4 separate regions of the Mus musculus genome follow, and all the other regions are linked to region 4. Evidence: chromatin contacts called from public HiChIP or PLAC-seq and promoter capture Hi-C data. All regions are on one chromosome and are shown on one strand. The core of a region is the stretch at or near the end of the contact, and the rest is flanking DNA. Distances in the headings are between cores, read along the strand shown.

The links. Promoter capture Hi-C pulls out the DNA fragments that hold promoters and counts their contacts. HiChIP or PLAC-seq counts read pairs in DNA pulled down with a chosen protein or histone mark.
Region 1: a contact with region 4 is called in an H3K27ac HiChIP or PLAC-seq map of microglia, with 6 times the contacts expected there. The contact joins the enhancer-like site here to the promoter of Zfp704 in region 4. A contact is called at or near these places in 1 of 39 promoter capture datasets (hematopoietic stem and progenitor cells) and 2 of 115 datasets of contacts at active chromatin or transcription factors (bone marrow-derived macrophages and microglia).
Region 2: an H3K4me3 HiChIP or PLAC-seq map of bone marrow-derived macrophages shows a contact between it and region 4, with 3 times the contacts expected there. The contact joins the enhancer-like site here to the promoter of Zfp704 in region 4. A contact is called at or near these places in 2 of 115 datasets of contacts at active chromatin or transcription factors (bone marrow-derived macrophages and microglia).
Region 3: a contact with region 4 is called in a promoter capture Hi-C map of embryonic stem cells, with 4 times the contacts expected there. The contact joins the enhancer-like site here to the promoter of Zfp704 in region 4. A contact is called at or near these places in 2 of 39 promoter capture datasets (both in embryonic stem cells), 6 of 115 datasets of contacts at active chromatin or transcription factors (embryonic stem cells, pancreatic cancer cells and stem cell-derived neural progenitor cells) and 1 of 9 other capture datasets (embryonic stem cells).

The regions. Positions count from the first base shown.
Region 1 is chr3:9,878,803-9,882,629 of GRCm38.p6, forward strand. Gm33273 (a long non-coding RNA gene) reads right to left here. Exons shown (of 3, transcript XR_387542.3): 3 at 1,826-2,604. Among named protein-coding and RNA genes, the nearest start is that of Gm33273, 4.6 kb to the right of the region's middle. Within about 2 kb of position 2,284, at least 10 of the 459 cell types and tissues checked have an H3K27ac peak or open chromatin away from gene starts, as enhancers often do. A contact at or near this core is called in microglia, where this site is marked.
Region 2 is chr3:9,972,938-9,976,421 of GRCm38.p6, forward strand. No RefSeq gene overlaps it. Among named protein-coding and RNA genes, the nearest start is that of Fabp5, 38 kb to the right of the region's middle. Within about 2 kb of position 1,869, at least 175 of the 459 cell types and tissues checked have an H3K27ac peak or open chromatin away from gene starts, as enhancers often do. A contact at or near this core is called in bone marrow-derived macrophages, where this site is marked.
Region 3 is chr3:9,098,848-9,102,829 of GRCm38.p6, forward strand. No RefSeq gene overlaps it. Among named protein-coding and RNA genes, the nearest start is that of 4930539M17Rik, 39 kb to the left of the region's middle. Within about 2 kb of position 2,529, at least 24 of the 459 cell types and tissues checked have an H3K27ac peak or open chromatin away from gene starts, as enhancers often do. A contact at or near this core is called in embryonic stem cells, where this site is marked.
Region 4 is chr3:9,608,071-9,611,720 of GRCm38.p6, forward strand. It overlaps Zfp704 (zinc finger protein 704), which reads right to left and starts at 2,015. Exons shown (of 9, transcript NM_133218.2): 1 at 1,200-2,015. The coding sequence starts at 1,649.

The DNA.
Region 1 (3,827 bases), core at 1,034-3,533, 270 kb after region 4:
AGTTTAAGGACATACATTCTGTTATCTCATTGCTTCTTACGTTTATGACAAGGAAGTGGGCTTTAGTAATAAAGAGCCTGTGAGACAGGTAAACTCCTCCAGAGAATGTTCTAGTCCATTCTGGTTTACGGGGTAAATAGGGAAGTGTTTGGGGAGGAGAAAACAAAACAGAAACGGACTGCAGCGAGGAGGGCTTGAGCCACAGCGGTTTCCCTATCTGGCAGAGTTGCATCCTCTCCCTCTCTCTAATCATTCATTGCCTTTTCTGGGGTTGGGATGAAAGGGCCCCTGGCAGGAGTGGCCATTGCTGTTGCTATTAGTTATGCAAGCTCTCAAGTTCTGCAGCCATATTCCCCTCTTCCAAGGTTGCTGTGTCTGCTGTTGAGCCCTGATCTGGATTTCATTTGTCTCCGAGAAGATGATTTAAATCCTAGAAATCTTTTGGGGGAGAAAACGCTATTATTGGCTATTGGATCTAACCCTTGGCCACTGTTATATGAGGGTTTTTTTGCTGTTATTGTTCTTATTGATACTTGTGTGTGGTGCTGGGACTAAAAGGACTTTGCCACTGCTGGGGATGGCATCTCCCACTCGGCTACAGCCAGTGCCAGGTACCAGAACTTGGGTAGGCCACCTTTGGTGGAGTTTCAGAACATGGGCTGTGATGTGGGTGGTGTTTTAAGAGCAGCCAGCTGGTTCTCAAAGGGGGAGAAACCTGGGGAACAAGGAAGGTGAGGAAAGCACACAATTTAAAAAGGGTGACAACTTCCCTGTTTGCTTGTTTCTAAAACCAGGGCAAGTGTTAGCAATGAGGGAGAGGACTGTTTGAAAGCTTCAAAACAAGCTGGTGCAATAAATTATGAAATTGGATGCAGCCAAAGACCTGTGACACACAGCATCCACCCTCAGAAAGATGGCTTCCCTTTGCCCTACCAGATTGCTTGTGATAGAGAAGTTGAGTAAGAATCTTGTTTTACAGTAACCTGTTGCGGTAAATCTCCTCCCAAATACACCCCGGCAAGGAAAACACAACACAATTAGTATGAATACATGCTGTGAGCCTAGATTGGGCAGATCTACCGTTACACTACCATCTTCTACAGCTTATGAGACCCCTTAGAACTTGCGGTTTCTCCAGGCCATGTGCTTCTGCTCTGCTTTTCTTCTTCCTCCTCCTCTGCGTCCTCTCCCTCTTCCATTTTCTCCACCACCACCTTCCCTTTTATCTGCCCAATCATCAGCTCTCCTTTATTTTACAAATTAAGGTGGGAAGCAGGTTTACTGGAAATCACCTGAGTGTTGACTCTTTGCTTGTTAGAGGCTACTCACTGGAGAACAGAATTAACATCAAATATAATTAGCCCCAGGGCCATCCACAACAGTAACTGGTCTCAAATCCCCCATCACTGTCTCCTGGACCAAACCCTGTCCTCACTAATCCCCAGTCTTAGTGGCGGCATCAGTTGTATGTTGTTAAATACACAGTCAAATCTTTTCTCTAATCATTTGTCTCAAATTTTCATGTTTTTAAAGGTTGGAGATGATGAACTTTTGGTGTTGTTAAATTAGAAATAAAACCCAAGAAGGGGGACATTTGAATATTTGAAATAATGTATTTTATTTCTGCCATTACCAGAGTAGCATCTAAACCTTGTCAATCAGCTATTACTAAACCTTAATGTAAATGAAATAAAATTCAAAAGAATATAACTCATAAAAGAGTAAGACATTTCAAAGAGTTAATTAAATTATCCTTTAATATAAACAACTAAATTAAATAAGAAATATGGTTAAAAAATTATCAATACTCATCCAACCATTGGTTATACACAGAAAGGAAAGAGAAAGGTGACCAAGAAGACACGTAGCATGTGCCTAACTCTAAAAGTCATTTTAATTTAAGCATCACTATGTACATTTTTGCAGCAGGAATTTAAAGATATATTTTTGGAACACTTAACTATCAAGTTAAATTAGACACAACTGGAGAATCTCTTTCTAAATTTGTAACTCATTAAGATAATTTTTCATTTTAGGATCGCCAATCTAGCTCTTTTCAAGGCATTGGAAAGTTTGAAAGTGTGTTTAGATTTAGAAGTGCAACTTTCCATACTCATAGTTGTTTTCCAATCAATATTTTAAACAGCTCTCTTGTCTTCCTCAATGACCTTTCTGAAAAGCATAAAGTGTCCTAAAGTGAGTTTGAATCGAATCTACCCTGAGTTCCTTCTGCTCTACTTCCTCTCCGCCCGACTCCCAAGGCACCACTTTCCCCTCTCCGCCCCACGCGCTTTTCTTTTTATACTCACTGAGTCAACTTAGTGCTGCGAATACGTGCACAGGGTGATTCCTCCACAAATGGCTCAGGTAGCTTCCCAGGGTCTGCCTCCCTAAAGAAAATCAGTTCTCCTTCTTCCAACAATCACCAGTTGGCAATGGCTTCCCTTTACGCACTGGGGTTTGGCTTGGCTTCATCTTGTGCAGGTCAGCACGGTGGTTGAGAGTTCATCAATAGACAGTGTTTCTCAGCGTTCCTCCGCATTCTCCAGCCCTTACATTCTTTGAAGCCCATTTAAAAATTTTTTTTCCTTCAACGGTTGCTGCCTTGAGAAAAGTAAAGATACACATTTAGATGTTTCATGAGACTAAAGAACTTTAATTCTTTTTACATGGTCTCAAAATTTAATTGGCTTCTATCAGCCAATGGGTTTGCTTATTCGCTGGTCTATTTTGAGGAAGGATGTCCCAGTATTGCCTACAGTCTTGGCTGGTTTCGAACATATGATTCTACTGCTTCAGCCTCCCCAGTAGTTAGGATTACAGATACATACCACCATGCCCAGCCTTTCACATAAGTTAAGAAAATATAATAATCATGTCGCAATCAGTTCAGCCCTTAACATTATAACAAATACATTTAGAAAAGGTGCTGTAATAAACTCATCTCACTAAGAAGGGTTAATAAGCCCTGGGATTACTTTCGATGGCCTAACTACAGTGAGCTTTCTGCAGCCATGGCTTCGCTGTTTGTGTTATTCTTCCTTCATCATGCCCCTGGGCTCTTATTATTCCTTAAATGGTGTCTAGATGCCCATGTGGCCACTTCCAGTCCCATCTGGGACATTCTCATGCCTTGAGCACATTACAATGCACTTTGCGTCATTTTGACACAGTAGACACCAGGGTTTCCTAAGAAGAGTTGGGAAAGTTCAAATGAAATTTAATAGAACAATCAAAGTCCCTGCCTAGCGTTTGGTAGGAATAGTTTAAGAAATACGTGTTGTGGATGGGCCTGGTGCTGTTTGTACTTGTACTTTGGTGCTAATTCCGCTTTACTGGAAGGGGTTGCGGACGAGGAGTAAGTCACATACTCGGGTGAGTTCTTGTGAACCAATCCCCTAATGAATAAAGGAGCCAATCACTGGGCGAGTAGGAGGGAATTCCCGGTTGAACAGAGGAAGAGAGGAAGCAGGAGAGAGGCCCATTTTGGACAGGGACAGTGTAGGACAAGTTGTAATTACTAGTGTCTTCTGGTTTCAATGGCGGGTTCACCACAAGAGGAATCAGATTTAATAAGGTTTACAAGATTAGGATTTTAGTTGCTATGCCCAGCAATTGAGTTACCATCATTTCTGGGGGTGGGGGGTGGGGGATTGAGTTACCATCATTTCGGGGGCGGGGGGGGGGGGGCGGGCGATTGAGTTACCATCATTTCTGTGGTGGGGGGGCAATTGAGTTACCATCATTTCTGTAGGGGGGCAATTGAGTTACCATCATTTCGGGGGGGGGGGAGGCGATTGAGTTACCATCATTTCTGTGGGGGTGGC
Region 2 (3,484 bases), core at 619-3,118, 360 kb after region 4:
CTGTGTCTGTGACAGGAGATGGAGCATCTGGAGGGTTTCTGTGGAGCTGTCCTGGGTGTCGTGGAAGCGTCTGTCTCTGTGACAGGAGATGGAGCATCTGGAGGCTTTCTGTGGAGCTGTCCTGGGTGTAGTGGAAGCGTCTGTGTCTGTGACAGGAGATGGAGCACCTGGAGGCTGCCTCTGTGGAGCTGTCCTGGGTGTATTAGACGCATCTGTGTCTGTGACAGGAGATGGAGCACCTGGAGGCTGCTTCTGTGGATCTGTCCTGGGTGTATTAGACGCGTCTGTGTCTGTGACAGGAGATGGAGCATCTGGAGGCTGCCTCTGTGGAGCTGTCCTGGGTGTAGTAAGCGCCTGGACTTGACAGGGTGTTGAAACACATTATTATAGGTAGAGAATAAGATTAAGTGTGCTTGGGAGAAAGTAAAATTTTTTTTTCTTAGATGTACAGTTGAATCCCAGAGGAATCCCACCCTCTGGAATAATAAGTAGTAAGAGGGAACTTTGGGCAGATGGACTTATCTGAGTGGAGTCTATCTGGTCCATGAGAGGTAGATCTGAGTGGGTTTCCTCCAGCTTATAAATTTACAAAAGAGATAACAACAAGAGTTAACACCATGAATAGTCTTTAAGATGAGCCTTTTGTGAGTCAGAAGGAACAAGAATCTGTGATTAAAAAGTTGGATAGTATAGTGGAATGTTGTGTTAGAATTAGGCAAGTTTATAAGAACTTGAATAATATTAGGGCAGTGGCATAGCAAGAAGAGGAAACATGAAGCATTTAATGAATGGAAACAGAGTTTAGGTAAGGAGATAACAGATGACATCTGGGGAAGCTTTTTCTAGCTGTCAAGCTACAGTTAGCTTAGCTGTCAGTGTAGTCGGAAGTGTGAGAAAGAATAATCTACCAGTCATATTATTTAAAAAATGACAGAGTCCACTAGCTAAGAGTCCCCGTGCTCTCCACGGTCTCCATGGCAACATGGGCAGTCAGTCTGGCTTTCAAGAGCAGAAGACACAGGGCCTTTTCTCTGTGGAATGGATAAGTGTGATATGAGAAATGGTTTACCTTGATTTAGCTAAGTCATTTGACTCAGAGCATCCACTTTTGTCCACTGCATTTTTCAGTTATTATCATATCACAATCTCAGCAGTATCTTGTAGTTGTGTCCTCATCTTCTGAGACCTGGTGGGGTTAACTGTTAGAGGCGTCGGGAATTCTGTCTGTAATAATCTTAATAATTAGCAGACTTCTGATAAGATGGAGGGCTATATCGATTGGTTATATCTGAATAGAGCACACTATCATTCAATGGCAGTAGTAAAAGACACCATCGATCAAGACAGGACAGGAATGAAAGTTTAAAGCTGGCAGGCAAGCCGTGGGAATGGTTAGTCTGCGGAGCGAGGGAGTGGCTGGTGCATGCATGTACGTGTGCAGTTGAGGTACCAGGCGTGCACTCAGGTGGAGTGGAACGGGTACATAGCCTGTAGCCCTGAGTACAGATTGCTAGGAGCCACGATAATGGCGTGTGCGCTCCTGCTGCTGAACGGGCGGGGTGGTGGTTGCAAGCTGCTGCAGCAGTGGGAACAGTGTGTCAGGCAGCAGTGGCTCTAGGCAGAGGCAGCAGGAAGTCTGTTTACTTTGACCGGGTATGGGGTGGGACTTCCTACTAGCAGCCAGAAGTTGTGGCCCAGTGCTTCGGCAGAAGGAGTCCGTGGTGGGTGGGGGACGAGAAGCCCCCAAAGTAGTCTGTTCTGTATTCCAGCGACCTGCACGTTATTCTTGTGGCGCAGCTAGACATCATTTTATAAGTCCCCGGCAGGAAGGGAGAGAGAGAAAGAGAAAGAGGGAGGGAGGGAGGGGCTCCCTAGTGTGCTCTCGCAAGTGGGAAAGCAAGTCTCACAGATGGGGGCCCTGGCAGGACGCAAGGGGTGGGGCCAGACCCATTTTTTTAGGTGAACTGGCTGAACTAGTGGCTGCAGCAGACTGCAAATGAGGGAGGGGTAGGGGAAAGAGACTATGGGTCCCTAGAGAGAAAGTGTCAGTCTAGTTGCCATGCAGATATTGCTTTAGACCAAGACATCCCACTAAGACTGACCCCAAGTGAGAGAAAAGGGTTATTAACTGCCCCTACCAGTGTCCTGAGGGCATTAACAACCCAAGAGAGATTCCAGCCTAGGCCAGACGGCCAGGTCATCACGTGGGGGCCTGAGGGCTAATGCTTGGCGCCCGTGCTCCTGAGCCAGAGAGAGCAGTTTACCCAAGCCTGGAAATTTCTCAGCAGAGAGAAAGAAACTGTCTCAAAAGGAGAGGGAATCTCACCCAAGGGAAGAAGTCCTAGAATGAGGGCCAGTGAAAGACTGACTGTCTCCCATTCTCAAAGACAACAGAGGGGTAGCTCCGAGCTCAAGAACTCTTCCCTGGGATCATGCTGACAGTAACTCTGACCTGTTCTGAGCTAGCCAGCATGAATCTCCATGTAGTAGCTGGGGTGGCATGCAAATCTGCAGAGTTCCTAAATCTGAGTCATGGCACCATATGGCCTGTTTGTAAAAAGCTGAAGAGACCTTGGGTGCCAACTGGACGGATGGTCCGGAGCTCCCCAGAGGACTCTCCACGCCGAAGGCGCTCTAGCACATCCAGGATCTTAGAATCACTGACCGTGACGGGCCTGTGATAGCAGGAGCAAGGACACAGGAGCCCTGCCTGACCAGCAGTTCAGGTTCCTTCTGCTTAGTGCTGGTACACCTTGGTTTCAAACACACAAGACAGCCCCACAGTCTCCAGAAGAGACTCCACTTCCAAGTACTGTAACAGGCCAAGGATCTTAGGATTCCAGGATCACAGCATCCCAGGAGCTTGGTCACACCAGGATCTGAGGGTCTCAGAGGAAGCTTGACTGCCAAGAACTCTGACACACCCAGAATCTCAGGTTTACAAGCTCTGGAATCACAGGATCACAGAGAAAGCTGGACTCTGAGGAGTCCTGAATCAACTGGAATTACAGGAAGGACAGGCTCCAATCAGATATATTGAGGGCAGCAGCACTTGAGATAATCAGATGGCAGGAGGCAAACACAAGAACAGAAGCAACAGAAAGCAAGGTTACTTGGTGTCTTAGTCAGGGTTTCTATTCCTGAACAAACATCATGACTAAGAAACACGTTGGGTAGGAAAGGATTTATTTGGCTTACACTTCCATACTGCTGTTCATCACCAAGGAAGTCAGGACTGGAACCCAAGCAGGTCAGGAAGCAGGAGCTGATGCAGAGGCCATGGAGGGATGTTACTTACTGGTTTGCTTCCCCTGGCTTGATCAGCCTGCTCTCTTATAAAACCAAGACTACCAGCCCAGAGATGGTCCCACCCACAAGGGGCCTTTCCCCCTTGATCACTAATTGAGAAAATGCCTTACAGTTGGATCTCATGGAGGCATTTCCTCAACTGAAGCTCCTTTCTCTGTGATAACTCCAGCTGTGT
Region 3 (3,982 bases), core at 1,279-3,778, 510 kb before region 4:
TTGTCGCTGTTGCTGTTACTTTTGGAGACATATTTTTTTTTTTTGTTTTTGTTTTTGTTTTTTGAGACAGGGTTTCTCTGTGTAGCCCTGGCTACCCTGGAACTCACTCTGTAGCCCAGGTTGGCCTCGAACTCAGAAATCCGCCTGCCTCTGCCTCCCGAGTGCTGGATTAAAGGCGTGCGTCACCACGCCCGGTTTTGGAGACATTTTTGAGGAGTTAAAAAAAGCCCTTTTAGGGAAAGAAGAAATACAAAGCGGTGGGGGCAGAATCAATTCGTTTTCTTCCATATTCAAATACAGCACTTGGTTTGCTCGTTTAGATGCAAGAGCCCACTCGTGGGCTCTGACTGTTCTGGAACTCACAAGGTAGACCAGGCTAGCCTCGAACGTGTCAGAGGTCCACCTGCCTCTGCCTGCCAAGTGCTAGGATCAAAGCTGTGCGCCACCACGGCCCTTGAGCACAGCATTGAAGGTCTTTTTGGGTTAGGGGTTTGAAGACAAGGTGTCACTCTGTAGACAGACTGGTCTAACCGATGATTCTCCTGCCTCAGCTTCCCACGTGCTGCTGGGATTATAGTTGTAAGCCATCATAGATGGCTTTTGGAGAAATTCCTTGATCCTCTTGGCTTTGTACCTCTGGACCCCATAATGTGGACACTGAGCTTTACAAGCTGGTTTGCTAAGCAGTTAATGGAAGGTCTCCAGCCTCGCTCATTTTCTCCAGTGCCATCCGGAGCAGCTCATCTGTCCACAGTGTTTCTCAGGGTGTAACACTCTGGTCTCTGGCCTGAGTACGCCCCCCAAGCATCCTCAGTCTTTCCATCGTGACATCCTCTTCCTAGGCCTCTGTAAGGGACACTGTGTGTCATGTAAGCTCTGTCCCATGCCCCCTCCTTTAAAAAGCCCTTTTTAGCTGGGCATAGTCCACACAACTTCAATCTTAGCACTGTGGTGGAGTGAGGCGGAGGGATAGAAGGGGGTGGGAAAGGCAAGTGGCTCTCTGTGAGTTTGAGGCCAGCCTGGTCTACATGGTGAGTTCCAGGCCAGCCAGGGCTACACAAGTGAGACTGTTTCAAAGAGAAAGGTCTTCCTTTGCTGGGGAAGTCCTCAGTCCTGAACTTCTGATTTCCAAACACCCTGGCTAATGCCGCTGCCCATGGTCTTCCCAGCAGTTATCACCCGAAATTATTTTTCACTCTTTTATTTGTGTGTGTGTGTGCGCATGTGCGTGCATGTGCTCGTGCCCACCCATGCTATCCTGTGCGTGTGTGGGGTCCTGTGTGTGTGCACTCACACTACTGCCTGTGTATAGAGGTCAGAAAATTACTTTCAGGGGTCAGTTCTTGCCCTGTTTCAAGGCAGTCTCTCTTGCTGTACTATGTTTTTTAGGCATTCCAGACGATTCTCCTGTCTTGAGTCCCATCTTGCCCATAGGAGTCCTGGAATTAGAGGTGCAGGCTACTGCACCCAGCTTTTATATGGGTTCTAGAGATCAAAATCACGGTGTCAGCTGGTGAGGCCATCTCTAGCCTTCACGTGAAGTTATTTTAGTAACATGGTTATAAGGCTTTTTTTTTCCTGACTTGCCTCCCCTGATCAGGGACAAACCTCAAGAGGTTGAGACTTTGCCATTTCCCAAGGCCTATGCCATGGCCAAGGTCAAACAAGAACATTTTTGTTTGTTCGTCTTTTGAGATAAGATCTTGTGATGGAGCCTATGCTGGTCTTGAACCCTAGATAATTTGAGTTCCTCTGCCTCCCAAATGCTGGGATTACAGGTGTATACCACCATACCTGGAAAAGAACACTGCTTAATGAACCAGTGAGTGAATAAATGCAGGAAAGAAGAAAGGTCTCAAGAGACGGCTTTGTCTTGAGCCATGGAGCAAAGAAAGAGAACCAGGCCCTCATGGTTGGGGGCATTAGAAGCCCCTCAGACACAGCTCTCCTCGCTCTCCCCTGCAACTGTTGCGTGTTGAACTCTCTGTGAAGATGAAGAAGAGGAGGAGGATAATGGCGGTTTGTCTTGCTGGTGGAGCTGGACCTAGGGTTTTACTGTGTTGGGCAAGCATTCCACACTGAATTACTTTACTGCTCCAGCTCGTTCCCCAAGACTCTTATATTTGCACGTGGCTCTCTTTCTGAAGGGCTTCCTGCTCTTTGAGAACAAAGCCTGGTCTGATTTGACTAAAAGTGTACCGCGCAAGCATGTCATAGGTCGTAGATGCTAGGCAATCAATAAAAATGTTCATCAGGCCCAAATATAACCAAGCAATTAATGTTATATATAATGAATCACTGATCAGACATAACGTGTTACACTTTTTTAGTTAATACTAATACAGTCATTCTTTAATGCTTCTCTTTAGAAAACACTGGACTTTTTGATCATGGATGTTAGCGTCAGTTTTATTTGGGGTGTCTTTAAAGTCAGATGTGAAAATATGCAGGGTGTACCTTGGTGCCTGTGGGACAGAGTGGAGCTCTGTCAGGGTAGGGTGCAAAGTCAGAATTGTTTAAACTTCCTTATTGCAAGGGAATGGGGCTGAGCAGAAGCCCAGGGGAGGGCCTGCTGGAATTCCCTGCAGGGAGGGAAGTCACCCCACCCTGCTCTTGCCTTTGAGCTCAGAGGTTCTGGGAACCAGCCCAGCGGGGACTCGCCAGGGTGCAATGGGTGGGGGTGGGAGGGGTGGGGACTGGGTGGAGGGGGGAGTGTTGGGGAATCTGCAAACAGGCTCTAAGGAACCTTTCCATAGATAATGCAGGTGGGGAGAGGGAGAGACCTGTCCCCAGGGAGAACAGAGGGAGGCTATGTAAAATCCACACTCAGGTGACCCCTGAGAATTCCAGGCTTTTCCTAGCCACACCTGTAGGCCAATTGTTCTGCAATCTTCAGGGTGGTTTAGCTGGTAAATTTATCTAAATCCAATCTTGGGGGAATGAGGTGTGGAGAAGGGGTTTCTTCCTGGGGGTAGGGGTGGGGTGGGAGGCAACTGACATAGCTCATGTGACTTGCTCTATTGCCAACATTCAAAATTCTTCAGAAACAGACTACTTTAAAAAAAAATAAGTGTGACCTTCCTTTTTAAAAGTCCTCTTCCCTATGTCTGTCTCTTTTAAATCCTGCATATGGAGGTGGGGAAAAACTCTTGCCTAGCACGAGAAGCCAGAGGTTCCATCCCCTGCACCGTAAATAATATATAAAAGAACACCTTGTATGTGGGGCTCAAACTGGCTTCCACTGGAACATCTCTCCACTATTTTAGTGGCACAGGACAAGAAGCCACAACTTGCTAAACCCCAGTGTGGAAAATGGCGGGAGGCAGAGCTCGTAATTTACACACTTGTGGGTGTGAGCTCAGGTGATCGATACAAGGAGGCTCTAGAACTCGTGCCTTATTCCTAGTGTGCATTAGATCGGCAGCACAGATGTCACAAGCTTTGGCTTTGATCCTTCTCTTACTGCAGACTGGACCCTGAGCTTGCATATGTTAGACAAGCCCTCCATCACTGACCTAGAGCCTTAACCATTCTATTCCGATCTGCTCAATTGTCCACACAGGCGTCTGTCAGCCTCAGGACAGCTGGGGTTACAGGTCTGCACCATCAGGCCCTTTCCTCTGTGTGCCTGGGATAGGTCCTAGAGTCTCAGGCCTGCTAAGTAATCTGTCTTCTACTCAGCTACAGCCCTCCCGGTATTGGTAAGTAGGAGTCACTTGTATTCCCTTCCATCCCACTGACACTCATGGGCTGGGATATAAAGCTCTGCCTACAGACCAAGTAGAGGTGGGTATGGTCAGGTCCACTGCAAGGAATGAACAAGGTATGTCCTGGGGCGAAGGCAAGGGGCTGAGAACATCTGCCTATTTTTATCTCTCTGAGGTTTGTTCTCCGTGTGCCAAATAAAAGGCCACCTTTTAATGTAGTCTATATTACATATTTGTCCCTGAACTCAGCATAGGCCTGCCATAGAGAAAGCTGA
Region 4 (3,650 bases), core at 765-3,264:
TTCTTGGTAAATATAATTACAAGCTTCCAGACACTTGAGAGCGGGCACGGAGATATTAAACAAAAACAACAACATCAACCACCTCTATCAAGTTCACTTGTTTACATATATTTTCTTCTGAACACTCCAAGAATTTCTGGTTATCCTGCTATCTTAAGAAACACTGCGCCTTTAATCCCAGCACTCAGGAGGCAGAGGCAGGCGGATTGCTGAGTTCGAGGCCAGCCTGGGCTACAAAGTGAGTTCCAGGACAGCCAGGGCTACACAGAGAAACCCTGTCTCGAAAAAACAGAAAACAGAAAAAAAAAAAAAAAAAAAAAACACTGGCGAAAAAGCAAACACTCTCCATTGCTTGCCACTCGCTGCCCTCAAAACTTCTTAGCAACATACACGGTGCATGAACCTCAACGCAGTTTGTTTTGTCCAATAGCGTGCTTAGAAGCTCAGCCAGACAGTTGTGTAATAATAAACCCTTTATCTTCTGAAGATACAAAAAAACGGAAAGATCGCTCGTTGCGGTAGCGCGGATGAGGACCTGGTGAAATTTTTCAGCTGAAAGTCACATTCATTTTAAATGCTACCCCTCTCTCTCCCCACAACACAAACACCTTCCCCGCCTTCCTCTTTTGTAATCTTAAGGGGGCGGAGGGTAAGTGCTTAGGATGTCCAGTTTAAGGAGGGCGAGGAGAAACACGGGGATGGGGGAGGGGCAAAAAGCTCGCGGAAACCAAGGTCTAGGTTGTTGCTGCACAGGCTCCCAACTCCTTCACAAGTGCCTGTGATGGAACCGACCAACAACTGTTCTCAGGTGAAAGGAGGTGTTGCAGGTTGCTGGCTAGTTTCCAGAAGCTTGAACAAGAGAAGGAAGACTCCTGCCTCCCCAGAGCAGAATAAAATATCAATGCCAGGCCGATCGGGGCTCCGACCTCGTCCAGCTCCCAAGTTCCCCACCCTGCCCAGAGAAGCGCTCCTTCCTTGCCTACCGGCACGCGGGACCACGCATCCGCCCGGCCTCTGAGCACCGACAGGCCGCCGGGCGCCGCTGAGCCGCTGAGCCGCTGAGCCGCAGTTCCGCGCGCTGCCCACCGCCGCCTGACACACCCCTCCCGGCCCGCGCCGCTGCGCTCGGCCTCCCCGGCGCCCCGGCGCCCCGCCGAGCCCGCTGCGCCCCCCACCGATCCCCGGCACCTCGCACGCACCTTCACCGCGCCTCGGGCGGGGCCCTTGGGAAGCGCACGGCCGGGTCCGAGGGGCACGAAGCGCTCCTCAGCGTCCTCGTCGTCCTCGTCGCCGTCCACCACCTCGACAACCACCTCTTCGTCCTCTTCCTCGTCGTCGTCCTCCTCCTCCGCGACCCCTCGGGGCTTCTCCGTTACCCGCCCGCGCGTCCTGCGCCTTCGGCCCGCGCCCTCCTCGTCCTCGTCCTCCTCGCCCAGCAGCAGCAGGACCGGCGACGAGGCGGCGGCAGCGCGCGAGGGGCCGGTCCCGCGCGGCGGCGGCAGCGGCGGCCTCCAGCTTCCCGGTGCGGCGGCCGGGCTGGGGCCGGGGGGCGGGAGCCCCAGAGCGGCGGCCTCGGGGGCGGGAGCGGGCGCAGCGCCCCCGCGGCGGCTGCCCAGGCTGGGGCGCTTGGCCAGGCGCCTGGCCTGCATGCCTGCGCCGGGCTTGCGGGCCGGAGCGCCGGGCTCCTCGCGGGCTGCGGCTGGGCCCGGAGACGCGCGGCTGCGGGGCTTGCGGGGCCGCCTCCCGGGCTGGCCGCCGCTGCTGGCTGGCAGACGCGCGGACGCCGCCTTCGCTGGCCGGGCCCGCGGGGACGCCGGCGGCTACGGCGGGGCGGCGCGCCGGCCGCGGGCGGGGGTGGGTGTGAGCGAGCGCGCTGCTCCCGCTGCCGCTACCTCCGCCTGCGCCTCCCGGGAGCCGCGGGCTGCGCTGCGCTCCATGCGGCCGGCGGCCGGGCCGGCGCGCGCCTCTCCGGGCCCTGCGCCCGCGCGCTCAGGGCCTACCGCGGTGTCCTGGGCGCGAGCTGTTTGTGTCGTGTCTTCACCGCCTCCCCCTCTTCCCCAGTCCTCGCTGCCTTCCTGGTCTCCGTTCAGACAAAACCCGGACTGGATTTTTTTCCCCAGACCCGCGCTCTCTGAAAATCTGCCGGCTTCCCAGCAGTTGGCTGGGACACTGAGGCCACCCTTGCCCCTGGGCCCATGTCTCCCTCTGGTGGGAAAAGCGTAGGTTTAGACGGCAGGAAGGTGTTTGCTTAAGAGATTTGCTCAAGAGTGGTTCTCAGATGGCGACCACTGGTGCTCAAGTGGAGTTCGACCAGGTGTGCCAACCCCAGGTTTGGGGTCAGTTCCCAGCCTGAGTCCTCAGTCATGGAGATTCCTGCAACATTTCCCTGGCCCTCTCTACCAGGTTCCTTTGAGCACCAGGTTGTAGGCCTTGCCTCATGTTCTCAGCTCTGTGCAGGTTTGGCCCTCCTATGTGTTTCTTCCAGTTTCCACCTGAGGTCCTTACCTGGTGATATGATATGGGCCGAATTCCAAAAGTGTTCTTTCTGCTCTTGGTTTGGTCTACTGGCACTGTCCCAGTCTAGAGAAAGCAACACACCAAGTGGTCAAGATTGTTATTTCAGCTTTTTATATATGTAAGCTAGCAGAAGGCCAGTTTGCCATGTTATGAATGACTGCTGCTTTCGGAGGGAGTAAACCAGACATTCTGCATCCAGATCATGCCCCTAAATTCTATAGGTTTTGGCTAGGGCTAGGAGGGCCTTATTCATCAACAATTGAGTAAAAGGGTGTCCACATGGCCCATTGTTCTTGGAGATTGAACATCACGTGGCTTGCTAGACATGTGATGGGGCTCATTAAATGTTTATTTGGGGTACCTTCCAACCGCTAAAGAGGGATGAGGACAAGGATTCTAAAATGAACTTTGTCCTCCCAGAAACTGATCACCCGTCCAGAAAATGCCTGTTTTAAGTAATCACATCCAAAAATAGTGGTGTGTTTTAAAGCCACCTTGTTCTCACTTCCTGTGAGGCACTGGCCCACAGGTCCTGTCCGTCCTTTCTGAAATGCCTTTCCGTCAGCCCTTCCTTTCGAGTCCCAAAGCTCTGCTAACACCTCCCCACAGTGAAATTGGAAGTGCGTACAGTCTGAAGAGGAGGTGTGCACACATGCAGGTGTGCACACATGCACTCCCTGCCCCACTTCAGATACCACCCCAGAATTTATCTCCCTCAAAGTGCATTCAAAACACACCGTTTCTAGTGAACTTTTCATCTGTAAATATCCTGTTCAGGAAATTAGAATGAGCAAACCTTGTTAACTGGAGCATTGTAATTTATGGGTGTGTCTTGGATGTAGCTAGACCCTCCCAGAAGCAAGTGAATTGTTTCCGTGAGCCTAGAAAGAGTAGCCCCAGGCAAGGAGCGAAGCTGCTCTCCTCCAGATTGAAGATAGTGGCTTGGTTGATCTCATGAGATGATTTGGAGAGAGGCAGCTAAGTATATGGGTCTCTGGCAGAGGTGGGCAGGTGGCTCAAGGACCTGTACGAGGGGTGCAGAAGAGATCTTATCGACTGTTTCAACTAACAGCACAGCTGTCATGGTCATCAGAACAGCTGTGATCCTTGCATGCCATCGGGCTGATTGGCTG